Regions from separate parts of the Mus musculus genome. Here regions 2, 3 and 4 are each linked to region 1. A link is a contact called in public HiChIP or PLAC-seq, capture Hi-C and promoter capture Hi-C data. All regions are on one chromosome and are shown on one strand. The core of a region is the stretch at or near the end of the contact, and the rest is flanking DNA. Distances in the headings are between cores, read along the strand shown. Region 1 holds the start of Rps12 (ribosomal protein S12). Region 2 overlaps Gm51761 (a long non-coding RNA gene). Region 3 overlaps Eya4 (EYA transcriptional coactivator and phosphatase 4). Region 4 holds the start of Tcf21 (transcription factor 21).

Region 1 (3,311 bases), core at 365-2,864:
TCTGAGCTGGTTGCTACTGTGTTGGAAGCAGCACTAAAACTTAGGCACCAAGCTGAAAGGACTCAGCTGTTTCTTCTTAGTATTTAAATGCAGTAGTTATTTTCCAATTTTACCATCTAGTCTCTTCTGTGAGACTTTTCTTCCGGGAAGAGAACTCTAATATGCTTAACACTTAAATGTTTTCCTTTTTTTGCTTTAGACATTGTCTTCCTGGTAGCCTGGAACTCACAGCTATCCACCTGCCTCTGCTTCTCAGGTGCTGGGATGAAAGTCTTGCAACTTATGTATGGTTTGACACATTAACTTTTAATAGCCTTATACTAAGGAAACTACTTAAACTCTACTTAACCACATTCTTTTCCGACTGTGTAATGTTTCAAAATCACTTCCAAAACAGCCAAAAGGCACGTGTGCCTTCCTGCTCTCTCTTCCTGTCTGAATATTCTTCCTGCACTTACCTGGCTGGAACTCTAGTTAAAACCTCTTTTAAATGCTGCCATAAACTCCAAATCCCCTGCGTTCCCACATCATCTCCACTCCCCAGCACCGTGGCATTCTGGTATGTTACTCTTTGGCTAAAATACTAGCTTTATCTTTTAAAATGCAGACTTTTAAGTGTCCGCCGTCTCTCATCTTTAAAACAGCACCATAGACACTGGCAGAAATACGCCCACAGAAACTAACCACCTATTAAATACTTTTTTGAATTGCAGGGGTAAGGAAGCAAGCATGAGGCTTTAGGGGTGAAACCCAAACGTTTATTGGAAAAGCTAAAACTTCCATCAACTTTCTTATATCCTCATGAAATTCATGAGCCCGACAATGATCACTGTATCCACCAGGTTGGCCATCAGAAGCTCTGGTTGGCTTCGGGGATATCTTCTGAGAGAGATGTCTTGTGTATTTGCTTTGGAAGTAGAAGAGCGAGTGATTCCTTCGAAATTAAAATGCATTTGTCGGCGTAGGCGGGAACTGGCTTTAAGATTCTGGAGTTCCACTCCTGGTAGCCGAATCCTCGGTGGAATTTAGTGACAGATCCACAGTGAGAGTTTAACATGTACCTCAGGGATCCAGTGTCTGCGAAGCTGCGACTCGGGAAAAAAACTAGGGTCATTACCTAAATGTTCATTCAGAACCGGTTGCATTCAGACCGGGATCTGACCTGGCCGCAAGGTCTGCTTAAACACGTTGCAAAGCAGTGGGGTTTGTGATCATACACAAATCACAGCCACTCAGAGAGGCTAAAAACCAAAGGACCAAAATGTGGACACACTCAGCCTAATCGGCCAGTATTGGCAACAGGAAACTTCACGATAAGACGTGGAAAAACTGCTTAAAACAAAGTAATTCAGCAGCGAAGAAAACGGCAGTAGTTTGGCTCCTCTCGTGTTCCGTAGGAGCGGATCGTGGGACCTCTGTGGTCCACGCCCCCTGGGCAAAGGCTGCCCGCTGCGATGCCTGCTAGAAATCCAGCCGCGTTCTTACCACGGACGCTCCTAAAGGCGGAAGTGGAAACTCCTAAGGCACGGCACCACCGGAGCCACCTCTTTAGTGGGAGGAGTTGCACATGCGCACAGAAGTCGAGCGGAGCGCTTAAATACCGTCATGCGGCCACCGCCGGCCTTTTCCCCTGCCGCCGCCGACTTGCGCGGAGGCGGAAGCTCGGGGTGAGTGTGATCCCAGCTCGTGCGCCGGCGATAGCGTGTCTACTGCGCCTTGGCTTCAAAAGTGAAGTACTTGGGTCTTAACGGGCGATTTACTGATGTTTTGTCTTTCAGTGCGTTCAAGATTCGGCGTCACCCGTGATTCACCGCCATGGCCGAGGAAGGGTGAGCGAGTGGGGCGTGGGCCTCCCGCGGGCGGCGCTGGTCTGGGCTTTTCTCCATGCTAGTTCCCCATCCCTAGCCTGCCGAGGGTCCTAACGTCTCTGTCTGCATTCCAGCATAGCTGCTGGAGGTGTAATGGACGTCAACACTGCTCTACAAGAGGTGCTGAAGACCGCCCTCATCCACGATGGCCTAGCACGTGGCATACGCGAAGCTGCCAAAGCCTTAGACAAGTACGTGTCTCAGTCTCAATACTGTGGGGTGTTGCAGCCGGAACAAAGACTGCAGCAGCCAAGGGAAGAGAGCGTGAAGTTCATGCTGTTAGCACAAAAGTTCTGAATGTCATCCGGCCAGCAGGAAACCTAGGAAAAGGTATCAACTCTAGCCCACTTAGGATGTGTGGGTTGCTGTGTGGATCGGGGATGACGAGCAGTAGTTTTGTAAAGCTACAGTGTTTGCATGATGACTTGAATTGTCGGATACCCCTTCACCCCGTTCATGGGTGAGAAACAGCTAGTCTGACAAACCTGTAGCTCGTGGGGATAGATAGTCCGGTAGTTTTGCTAGAAGATGGAAAAGGGGGGGGCATCATTATTTAGTTTGCAAATACTTAAACGACAATATTGTGGTGTCGGGGAAATCTAGCTATATCCGGGAGACTTGAGAACATGCATGGTTTATTAGGCTTATGCACGTGTATTCTACTGTTTGAGGTAAAGTCAGGTGATTTTGGATGCTGTTGTGAATATTTACAGTGCTTCCTGCACAGGACTGCTTTGGATCAGCTTTCAAGTTGGAAATACCCTGAAAGTGGTCATAGTTTCCTTTGGCCATAAATAGGTTTCCTATTATAATGTGTGGTATTGGTATCTAAGTTTGTACAGGGAAAGTGAATGGCTAGTCTGCAGTTTGGTACAGTAAATCCTGTGTGGTCAGGTTTACTAGCACAGTGAAGACCCTTGAAGGTTTCACCTTTGAGTTTTGCATTTTAGGCGCCAAGCCCATCTGTGTGTGCTCGCATCCAACTGTGATGAGCCCATGTATGTCAAGCTGGTGGAGGCACTTTGTGCTGAGCACCAAATCAACCTGATAAAGGTAAGCCTTAGTGATAATGGTGTTGAGCCACAGGCACCAGCACTAACTTGCATGGTAGTTTTGATGATTTTCACGTGGGCTGTACATGATGAAAACAGTCTCCCTCTTCTGAATCTCGCTGAGGAAACTGCACGTCACCCTCCTGAAACAGCCACCCTGGGAATGTTGAGGGTCAGCTTTTACTAGTTTCAATCCTTGTTAGTAATTGCTTTTGTCTTTGATAGGTTGATGACAACAAGAAACTAGGGGAATGGGTAGGCCTCTGTAAAATCGATCGAGAGGGCAAACCACGGAAGGTGGTTGGTTGCAGTTGCGTAGTGGTTAAGGTAAGTCTTGCTTTTCTCTTTAAAATGTTGATGGCCCTTTAGTGGAAACAAGTTTTAAAGACAA
Region 2 (3,257 bases), core at 692-3,191, 940 kb after region 1:
TCTACTTCAACTAGGAACTTAAGAACTCTGCTCAGCAGCTCTCGGGCCTTGAGGCCAAGGAAAAACAGCCCCAGAGTCCTAACTTCTTTTTCAATAAATTACCTAGAACTATCTCACTGGACTTCGATGTCTACAAACACTAACAAAATATATGCTTTCTTTCCTTTTAGTGTTATTGAAGCCCGGAGGATTGTACAACAGTCCGAATCATGTCTAGTGTCTGTAAGGTGTAGAATTGAGAGGGACCAGGGACTAGACAAGAAAACCGAATAAGAAGCTGGACGTGAGGGTGCTTGCGTGGAATCCCAGGACCCAACACCTGTGCTCCAGGAGTATATCACGAATGAAACAGAGCATTGCGGAATGAAACCCTAATAAAACCCTGACAGCGTCAAAGGGGGCTTCCTAATGGGCTGGAACCCCTTCTTTGCTTCTTTGGAAAGAAATAAAATAATGTTATTTCATTAGATAAAAGCCACTTGACACAAATATTTAGATAGAAAGTGAGTCTCTTTGTGTGTCATTTCTCTGAAGCTTATTTCTTTCCAAGTCTTGGCCATTTGCATTTATGTAACAGGATTTTCTTCACAGCCTGCGGCTCACTTTGCATGCGAAATGCAAAAAAGAAAAAACAAAGTAAACAGATTGTAGAATGAGATCACCTGGTAAATCTACATCCGATACTTTATAAGTGTGATTTGGTGTGTGTGTGTGTGTGTGTGTGTGTGTGTGTGTGTGTGTGTGTGTTAGTTGGGTTCTTTGTTTTCCATTTCAATAACAGTTTTAGAAACAAATGTAATATTTCTCTTATTTCAGATGCTTTGAAGTTTACTTAAAATCTTTCCAGAGTCTCACAAAAGTGACCTGCGGATCAGTTCTGACCACAGGTTTATTTCACAGACTCCCCCTCGTTCCCTGCGCTGCTGTGGGGATGGAAGGCACCAAGGGAGAGGGAGTGCAGGAGACGCGCCGAGTGCAAGATAGCAATCATCAACTCTATTAAAAGGGCCCGGATCGTCCAGAGCGCGCTAAGGACCCACAGTAATTCCGGGTGTTGGGGCTCGCTAAGCGACACGTTGATGGGTCAGAAGACGGGGTGGGTGGGGGGAGGAACATGACCCTGGAAATGGGGTGTTGCTTTTACACTCCCTGGGTATCTGTTACAAGTGAATTTCCTCTGGCGCCAGCAGGTATTTTGAGCAAGGAACCAGAGGGAATCCCAGAGGAGCACGGTAGGGTGGGGGAAACCGAGCTGCAAATGTGGGATCAAAGCTTTAAAGATTTCAGAGGAAATCGGAAGCTCCGGGTTGCTTGGCTTTAGGTTGAAGAAGACACTTAATAATTTCTTAGGCTTAGTGCAGAGGGAATGGGAATGATCCAGGAATAACCAAGATTCCCGGGAGAGAGTGGGGCAGACAGCACGGTTCCCACCCTCCAGACAAAGGAGAGGAGCTGCACTGTGAGATTTACCTACATCCTTTGCCCTGGACAACATAGAGGGCACTCCAAGAGGCTGAGCTCCCCTTAGTGTTTGGGACATCTGCCACTGTTCCCAGTTATCCCCGGAGCCCAGCAGTGTGAAAGGAGACTGTTGGGGGCCCCATAAAGTTGGTTGACATTTCCACAGAGCCCTCCCTGGCGGCAGAAAAGGCAGAACGTTTGAAACCAGGCGAAGGACTGAAGAGCACAGCAAAAGTGAATGCTATTTAAGTGAACTAGTCGTCCTAAAGGTCGGGAAAGACCGCTATTGATCCAATGCATGTGAGGCCTTGATAAATTGAGCAACCCAAGAGTTCGGTCCAGGGTGACCCTGGGAGATGCCAGAGCAGAAGGCAGGAGCCACCCACGCACTGCTGATCCCCAAGGGGCATGCCCAGAAGCGACCACACATGCACGGGTCCCTGCAGCCCTGAGGGCAGGGTGCCCCTTCCCTGTTTGAGGGGATTGGCTGTGCTGCCTGCAGGGCCTGGAAGTTAGGGTGGGGATCAGTGTCTTCTCCCTGGATCCTGTCTCTCCAGGTTCCGGTCAGGTCATCAAATCTGATATCCAGCTCTGGTGTCCTACTAGTGACCCGATACCGGAAGGGCCTTCCTGAGTAAAAATCCTTTGGGTTGGCAGCCTCCCGGTGTCCTTTATATATCTTGGGTTCTTAACTGAAGATAACCTCGGTATCATGGAATCGGGATCCACCCCCATCCCCCACTAATTACAGCCTTTGCCTTTAACGGTCCAGTACTTAATCTGAAAAATTCAAGCTACTGCCGACATTTTCTCTATATTTATGAACTTAATTCATTTTCAGATTTTTCGATGTTATATTCACTGCTGCGTTAAAATCTGTTTAAAATACATTTGCTCTATTCACCAGCAAAATGGGTGGATAAAATTCTAAGTTGTAATACAATCAAATGCAAAGGCAGACAATTAATTTTACCAGCATTGTACTGCTTTCAGTACAGTTTTGCCTCAACTTTAAGGCTAATGCAAGTGTGCTGTGAATCTATAATACCCAACTCTAAATAAAAACTGCGTCAAAGGTTGGGAACAACATTCTTTTGTTACTCTCGCTGAGATTAAAACAATATGGTTTATTTCTTCACTTTTGTTCTGGCTAAAGCCCTGAGATTAGGAAAGTGGTCTGAATCAAGCTCCTTTTTATACAGTAAGAGAAATCAAATCCCTTCTGTTAAAATGATGAAGGTTCTGTGTAGCCAGAATGTGAAGGTTTTTAGTCCCTTTGATGGAAACTATTTGAACCTGAAAATTTTGCGTGGCTATCTATCTTGTTAAAAGTCAGGGTGAGATAAAGTGGAACCTGGCTGTGGTTTCTCTTGGAAAGAAAACAATGAACTGACCGGTCATTTATCACAGTCCCAGCTCTCCCCCTCCTCCAGGGTGGCTTAATTTGACATTGTTACATGGAGGTGTTTGCATCGTTGGCTGATGAGATAGAACCAATTTGGTTGGAGAGGGAATGCTAAATTATCCCGCTTTTGTGTAAAGAATGATAATAAACTGTAGGGACTTCTCTAAGTCTGCTACCCTCAGCAGGAGCACTGGAGAAGTTCCCAGGGTCTGTGCAGACCTATCCTGTCTCAGCCAGGTCCCCTATGACAATAGTGGAGAGTTGAGGGACCCATTTCAAAAGTGGCTGAAAGTACTTCAGGCATCATGGAAATTAAAAGAATCAATTCCTTTTTATCCTCATCCTTGTAGTTATTTTAGCCAATAAAAGGAACAACATTGATCTTCTCTAC
Region 3 (3,303 bases), core at 532-3,031, 580 kb after region 1:
GTGAAAAATTTTAATTACCATCTTAATCAAGTTTTTTCTAGCATAAAATAAGACATTAATTTTCAGGGTGTTCAGTTATTAACAAATGCCCTCGTGGGTTCAGTCCCAACAGGAGTCACTTTTGGTGAGTTCTGGAATCCTTCCACACTCACATGTTGCCTCCAGCTACCTTTCCATCCCTTGGCTCTTCCTGTGAGGTTGCAAATGGGAATTGGAACTCCTGTTTCAAAGGCTGCTGTGACCTCTCAGTCCCCCTCTCACATGTGTGGATGCTTTTAAGCCTGCCCAGCTTTCTGCCTGACAACACCATCGTGGTTCCTCCTCATCTATGAGCCCAGTTCACCTGGAAGCAGCTCCTTTCTCTCATGGGTTAGAGGCATCTGCCTGCTGGTTTGTCTGCCCTGTGTTCTCTAATTCAATGTTCTTTTCACACAGTGCTAGAGTGTTGTGACTTCTGCCTTGCAAGTAGACTTTGAGTTGGTAGGGAATAGGTTTTTTAATCCCTGTTTTCTGGCTCATGAAAGGGTGTTGTGCATCTGTTGTGTAAAAGAATGAATGGACCAGGACCATTTGGCCACAACCTTCCCAAACAGAAACCCTGAATGAAAACACCTCTTAGAAATCACCAGGTTCTTGTTGAAATACATTATCTATAGAATAGAGAGTGAAGTGGAGTAGCCAACAGCAAATTTGTAAAATGCCTAAGACTGTTTACAAACTCGCCCTGGCCTCTTCAGGAAGCCCTGACTGGCACACCGATTTCAACAACCATGCTCAGGAGTTACTAGCTCTTTGATGCACACCAGCACTCTCAACTCATTGATTTCTCAAGCAGAAAGGATGATGCTAAAGTACACTAACAAATTTTCCCTGTGGGGACTTAAATTCTAATTAAGAGAAACAGATTATAATAAAGACTGATGTAGTAATCAATACACTGTGTGATAATAAATGCCATTGGCAATAGTATATCAGGAAAAGAAGACATTATGTGAGAGGTCTTCAGTGAAGGAACAGAAGTAAGAGTTGAAAGAAATACTTATGCAGATACCAGGGGAAGAGTATCAAGGAGAGAAAACAGCATGTGCAAAGGTCCTGGGGTAGCAACTGCTGGTGTTTAAGGAGCTGTGTGGTCAGCTCAAGCACAGTGAGGATGAGAAGGGCTGCTAAATGACAGGGTGGGAGGCAGAGGAGTTGGGGGCATCCTGACCTAAACACCATCAAAGGGCTGAGAACTGAAGAACAAACAATTTCGATTTGTTTTCTTTCTGTGGTGGGTGGTGCTGTCCAGTACACTTTCTGAGATGATGGGGATGTCCTTTTAGATGTGTTGTCTTGTGCAGTGGGCACTAGCTACACTCAACCAATGAGCGACTGAGCTGAGACTAGCACACTGAGAAGCAAGCCGATTCCTTCGTTTTCACCGTCTTACACCAGTGCAGCCACAGGTAGCTAAGGTTTGCTGTACAGCACAGGACAACCATGCAGAGAGCCTGTGGGAGACCAGGGAAGCTCACACCAGCATCTCTACTCTGTAAAATTATTTATACACCATGCCAGTAGTAAGACTGGATGGGTATTTCTGCTTTTCTGCTCCTGTTGTTTTGCTCAGTACCTTTTTCTACATCAAAGAGCCACCTGCCTAGATATGACACTGCAGTCAATGGGCTGGGCTCCCTAGATCCACTAACAATCCAAGAGTGCCCCTCGTCATGTGCATAGGCTAATCTGATGGAGACAGTCAGTTGACATTAATGACTAATTCGGTTATTTCAACATCTTGGCAGTTATGACTAGTGCCTCAGCAAATGTGGGGGCTGTAGATTCTTCCACAACACGCTGGCTTCATCCCTTGGCGAGTGATCCAGACTTCAGGATTTCTGTGCCAGCAGGAGCTAAGCTTTCTTGTATGTAACCTGACAGCTACACAGAGAGATCTAAGAATCATGGAGCCACCAATTCTATTGCACTCACAATTAAACCCAGGTTGAGAAGGGATTTCACAAGATCAAAGTGGAGCTAGTGAAGGTGAACTTTTTCTTTTTTTTTTTTTCTTTTTTTTACTACTTACCAAATTGCTCTTCACTGGAAGTGATACACACACACACACACACACACACACACACACACACACACTTGCTCTCGTGCGTGAGCACACGCAGTCAAAACCAGCATCAAACCCCTTGACAACAGAACTCAAATTAACCCTCAATCACACACATATGGGGAGAAGGAACTTGGCTCTGACGAAGGCTGTGACTAATTCTCATGTCACGACTAACGAGAGTAATTAGGGGGCGTTAGGCAATGTCACAAAGGTTTTAGTTGTGCAAAATGATCAGACTTCCTAGAAACAAATGAGACTGCTTAATGTTAAGTGTACACCATTTGAGAATGGGCTGCCTAATCTTTCAAAAGTGGAGCTAGTGAATTAAAGGAACTTCCCCAAACCTCCACCCAGCACATGGTAAGTTCATGCCCAAAGTCCATCACTTTGATTCTCAGCTTTCCCATGACTTCAGGATGCCTCTGTGATGCAACCCTGCCGAGCCCGTCTGTAACTAAAATCCTGCTAAGATTTACCCAGTCTTATATGCAGAATCCAGAAACCACACAGAAGTGTTTCTCTTCTTACCCTCACATGACTGTTCAGTCAGTCCATCTGCCATGTAACCACATGAAAGAATTCTCAACAAATCCAACTCATTATCCAAAGTGTTTGCAGAATCCCCCGAGGAGACAGACTCTGGGAGGAGAACTATCTTCACTACTTTACAAGTGAAATGTTGAGGAGAACATTTTTCCTCAAAAAGTCAGAGGAGTAATGACCTATCCACCACACAGGCCGGTAGCATGCACATTGTGTTGTTCTAGTAATACATTCCTAATTTGTGTCATAAATGCTTATTAGCAGGATCCAAACTACCAGCAGCAATGAAAACTACAGCATAAAGCTAGGAAAGGTACTTCTGGGAGCGTTTGTGTCATCCGTAAGTAAAAGCTCATCTTGATATCGTTTTCACGGTTAGTTCTTCATTTTGGTCAATGTATTTATTCCCTATCTCTACCTCCTTTGCAAAACCTCCAAAGAATGCTAGAGAAAACCAGGCAACCACAACATTTGATTTTCTGGCAATCTTCCCTTTGGAAAACAGACTTGAACTTCATGACAGACAGTAGTCTAGGAATGTTAAGAACACAGGAGAGACTTCAATAAGAAATAAGGGAAATTGGAAACAGAAAGAAAGAGAGAGAGAGAGAGAGAGAGAGAGAGAGAGAGAGAGAGAGAGAGAGAGAGAGAGA
Region 4 (3,789 bases), core at 247-2,746, 970 kb after region 1:
CTGATTTGCTGACAATCTGTTTAGTTTGCAGCATAGGGGGAAAGCAAACAGATCTCTGCTAACAAAACAAAATCTTAGAGGTTAGTGAATTCCCAGCTGAGCCTGGATTAGAGACCCATATCTAAGTGTAACAGAGTGGCTTGGACTCAGAGTCAGCCATGGAGAGAGTTACTCTTAGCTCCTGCCCCCAATCCTCAGTGCCTAATTGTAAGGTTACGAAATCTGACAGTGGTTTTTTTTTTTTTTTTTTTTTTTTCCTGAGGGGAAAAAACAAAAACCATTTCATCTCCCTTCATTCAGTCCCTGGGTTCCTGTTCCCTTTGCTTTTCTTCTTACCTCCCAGATGACTATCATTCCCTGAGAAAGACAGTCCCAGCTGGAATGAAGGATGGGAAAGGTTCTTTCTCCAAAGCCATGAGTCCTGTTTTGTGTTTTATTAGGCCAGCTCTCTATGAGGAACCCTAGTAGCCCAGAGGATGGGAGAAGAGAAAGCAAGCACAAGAAGAAAATATACAGTCTTTACAAAAGGTGTCAGGCAAAGAGAGGCTGCCAGGAGCCACAGAGTCTTCTTTAAGACAGGAGAGAAGTGAGTTGCATCTCACTGGAAAGATTCTCAGCTCGCAAAATATGTTCCACAAATCCATATAACCTCTCTCATCGCCTGCCCATTCCCAGTCAACTGCATGTATGGTGTGTGTGTGTGTGTGTGTGTGTGTGTGTGTGTGTGTGTTTGTGTGTACATGTGTGTTCAGTAGTCAAGTGTGTTCCTATGCACTAGCAATTCCCTGATACCTTCAAAGAGACTGGATGGTAATGGATTTTCTTTTTCTTATTTTCCCTCCCTCCCTCCTTCCTTCTCACCCTCTCTCCCTTCCTTCTCTCCAGTAATTTCTTTCTACCACTTCCTTCCCCTATTTACCTCAGGTAAATTTTAAACAGTAAAATGCATCTGGAAAAAAAAATCGTCCCAGCGATCAGCATTTTCCTTTCAAACATTTGGTTTGGTAAAATACGCCTCTTCTCGTCCGGACAAATAGGACCTATGACTTCTGTGTTAGCCAGTGCACGGTAATGCAGTCTTGGTAAAGCCCTGTGGTCTTAGCCGGTATTAACTAAGGGCTGCAGGGTTTTGATTGTTATTTCTTGGGAGGAAGAGTGACTGTGAGATGTTTTAGGGGGAAAGGCCACTTAGAGCAAAGGGTCTGGCCCTTTCTCTGAGTTCTCAGAGCAATCAGTTGGGATTCCCTCAAAGGAAAGGGGCCTTAGGAGATGAGTCTCGGCAATGGTTCTAAGTTACTCCTTGACTTGAGAGGAAGAAGGAATCCGGTACAGGCATGTTGCAATCGGTTGCTGGAAACCAGGTCTGAGCGTGAAGTCTCCTGTGCTTGTGAAAGGGGTCTGGGAAGTCTGTTGGGCCTAGCAGGCCCCTCCCCTGGGCTGCATGGATCCGCCTCTCTATTCCCCAGATAAATTCTTAGTGTCCACCAAATTCCTCGGCGCTCTTTCACTCTCCGTTAAGGCCAGGACTCCAGTGGTGGGGAGATAGAGCACTGGTTTCCCTGTCGCGGGATCCCTTGTGATCGTTTTCCACGACTCTGTAAAGGGAAAGCTGGGGGACGGGACTGCCAGATCCCACCTCAAACCCAACACACGAAGTGGCAGCTCCAAACTTTTGAGACCCTTTCGTTTCCGTTTCAGCGTCTCTCTCTCCCTCCCTCCCTCCACCTCTCTAAACATGTCCACTGGCTCCCTCAGCGATGTAGAAGACCTTCAAGAGGTGGAGATGCTGGACTGTGACTCCCTGAAAGTGGACTCCAACAAGGAGTTTGGAACTTCCAACGAGAGCACCGAGGAGGGCTCCAACTGCGAGAACGGGTCTCCACAGAAGGGTCGCGGTGGCCTAGGCAAGAGGAGGAAGGCGCCCACTAAGAAAAGCCCGCTCAGCGGGGTCAGCCAGGAGGGCAAGCAGGTCCAGCGCAACGCGGCCAATGCTCGTGAGCGGGCCCGCATGCGGGTGCTGAGCAAGGCCTTCTCCAGGCTCAAGACCACCCTGCCCTGGGTGCCCCCGGACACCAAGCTCTCCAAGCTGGACACTCTCAGGCTGGCGTCCAGCTACATCGCTCACTTAAGGCAGATCCTGGCCAACGACAAGTACGAGAACGGTTACATTCACCCAGTCAACCTGGTGAGTCCTCCCGCGCCTCTGGCTGGGCCTGGGGACGCGGGCGAGAGCGTGACTCGTTAAATCGCCGCCCTAGCATCTCTGGGAACCTCCGCGCGGGCTCCACGCAGCGCCCTGGCTCTCTGCACCAAGCGCCCCGAGCCCGCGAGTGATTTGTGCTAGGGTTTGACGTGGCACCCCATTAAGGGATTTCCGAGGGTATTCAGTTGGCAAAGACCAGGGATCCCCGCGCAGGGTGCCATTTCCTCTGTCGTGAAACTGAGCAGACGCTGGGCACCCAGAAGACCTATCTTACTTTGTCTCTTTTGGCTAAGAGCAAACTTGAGTTCCCCCTCCGATTCTTATAAGCACCTAAGTCAGTTCTTTCCGCTGGTATATTTAGGGCTATTAAATGCAGACATATTTATGTTCTTCCACCTCCATAACTGTCTATGCAAATCCCCCCCCCCCCCAGCTACTTAAATATTCTGTGTTTGGCTAAGTAGATTACCATTTTAAATCCCAGAAATTCCAGCCACTGTCAACGCAATCAGTAAATCCGCTCAGGTCCTAGTACTGGACAAAATAACAGCCATGGGTTCTACTACCAGTCACAATGAATGAGCCTAATTTTTGAAAAGCAAGTGCTGGTTCCTGAATCGACTTTCTCAGAGGTATTTTACTGTTTAAGGTGGTTTTTAACTCCCTCTTTCGTTTGATTTCATTTTAAAACGTGCAGGCTCCAAAGAATACCACCACCTTACGAGGACTTTTGTTTACATATGATAAGGATTAGATATCCCTCTGGCCAGCACTTACAAAGAGGCTTGAATTGTATTCTCACTCAGCTTGTCTCAGGAATTGGGGGAGGGGATACTAAAACACTTTTCGCCAGGAAAAATATTTTCCTTCCAAATAACAAGGTTTGGTTGTTGTTGTTGTTGTTGTTGTTGTTGTTGTTGTGATGGGTAGTGTTTTTTTTTTTACAATCTAAAACTAGAATGAGATTATCAATTAGAACATTTATAATTGCTGCTACCTTCATCTTTAAATATTAAAAAAAAAAAAACTTGAATGTACTTTTTTTATAACAGTCCAGAAAAAGGAAGAAGAAAGAAAGGGAAGAGACAGTTTTGCTTCCTCGCTAGTAGGAGGATCTCAAATAAAATGTGCCTGTGTCTTTTATAAGTGCACACCCCCTTCGGGGGTTACTACTAACTTAAAATTGTGGCCATAGCTAGGATTGCACTGGGAGATCAATGGAAGTCAATAAAGGCCAGGATGCTAGACCAGAGCCTCCACAGATCTGCAGTTGAGTAGTTGGGGCCAGGGTCCTCCCACCCGCCCTGCTAGAACTCCTGGAACATCTGCCTCAGAGCTGAGTCTGGGCTTGTTTCGGGGTTCCAGTTAGAACCCAGGAGACCTGTTTTGCCCTTGTTCCACCTCCCACCTCCACCACCCACCCCCACCTCCACCTCCACCTCCACACCACCACCACCACCACCACCTCCTGGGGTTGTTTGCATTACCCTGCCTGGCATTAATACACCTAGGAAGCGACAGACCCGTGGCCTCTCTGGTCCTAGCCTGCCTGCGCACTGCGCCGCCTCCCCATGTCTACTCACCCT

Evidence for each region. Promoter capture Hi-C pulls out the DNA fragments that hold promoters and counts their contacts. HiChIP or PLAC-seq counts read pairs in DNA pulled down with a chosen protein or histone mark. Capture Hi-C pulls out chosen DNA fragments and counts their contacts.
Region 2: a contact with region 1 is called in an H3K4me3 HiChIP or PLAC-seq map of neural tube, with 5 times the contacts expected there. The contact joins the enhancer-like site here to the promoter of Rps12 in region 1. A contact is called at or near these places in 4 of 39 promoter capture datasets (the 3T3-L1 cell line, the SN4741 cell line, liver and 1 more), 1 of 484 Hi-C or Micro-C datasets (palatal mesenchyme), 9 of 115 datasets of contacts at active chromatin or transcription factors (bone marrow-derived macrophages, craniofacial prominence, embryonic forebrain and 5 more) and 1 of 9 other capture datasets (adipose tissue).
Region 3: a promoter capture Hi-C map of second pharyngeal arch cranial neural crest shows a contact between it and region 1, with 5 times the contacts expected there. The contact joins the enhancer-like site here to the promoter of Rps12 in region 1. A contact is called at or near these places in 4 of 39 promoter capture datasets (the 3T3-L1 cell line, hippocampal neurons, maxillary cranial neural crest and 1 more), 8 of 115 datasets of contacts at active chromatin or transcription factors (the 230-238 cell line, astrocytes, bone marrow-derived macrophages and 4 more) and 1 of 9 other capture datasets (embryonic stem cells).
Region 4: a capture Hi-C map of embryonic stem cells shows a contact between it and region 1, with 5 times the contacts expected there. The contact joins the promoter of Tcf21 here to the promoter of Rps12 in region 1. A contact is called at or near these places in 12 of 39 promoter capture datasets (the C10 cell line, cranial neural crest, embryonic stem cells and 7 more), 4 of 484 Hi-C or Micro-C datasets (nephron progenitors, uterus and ventricular fibroblasts), 15 of 115 datasets of contacts at active chromatin or transcription factors (astrocytes, bone marrow-derived macrophages, cardiomyocytes and 9 more) and 2 of 9 other capture datasets (adipose tissue and embryonic stem cells).

What each region holds. Positions count from the first base shown.
Region 1 is chr10:23,785,512-23,788,822 of GRCm38.p6, reverse strand. It overlaps Rps12 (ribosomal protein S12), which reads left to right and starts at 1,614. Exons shown (of 6, transcript NM_011295.6): 1 at 1,614-1,667; 2 at 1,779-1,829; 3 at 1,943-2,059; 4 at 2,819-2,921; 5 at 3,146-3,247. The coding sequence starts at 1,816. It overlaps LOC115487513 (a small nucleolar RNA gene), which reads left to right and starts at 2,280; the gene lies at 2,280-2,353. It overlaps Snord100 (small nucleolar RNA, C/D box 100), which reads left to right and starts at 3,002; the gene lies at 3,002-3,069.
Region 2 is chr10:22,841,890-22,845,146 of GRCm38.p6, reverse strand. The region is part of intron 1 of Gm51761 (a long non-coding RNA gene); the gene reads right to left. Among named protein-coding and RNA genes, the nearest start is that of Gm46217, 9.4 kb to the left of the region's middle. Within about 2 kb of position 1,941, at least 11 of the 459 cell types and tissues checked have an H3K27ac peak or open chromatin away from gene starts, as enhancers often do. A contact at or near this core is called in neural tube, where this site is marked.
Region 3 is chr10:23,202,594-23,205,896 of GRCm38.p6, reverse strand. All of the region lies in intron 3 of Eya4 (EYA transcriptional coactivator and phosphatase 4), which reads left to right. Among named protein-coding and RNA genes, the nearest start is that of Gm24655, 37 kb to the right of the region's middle. Within about 2 kb of position 1,781, at least 60 of the 459 cell types and tissues checked have an H3K27ac peak or open chromatin away from gene starts, as enhancers often do. A contact at or near this core is called in embryonic fibroblasts and second pharyngeal arch cranial neural crest, where this site is marked.
Region 4 is chr10:22,817,850-22,821,638 of GRCm38.p6, reverse strand. It overlaps Tcf21 (transcription factor 21), which reads left to right and starts at 1,496. Exons shown (of 2, transcript NM_011545.2): 1 at 1,496-2,185. The coding sequence starts at 1,736. All of the region lies in intron 4 of Gm10824 (a long non-coding RNA gene), which reads right to left.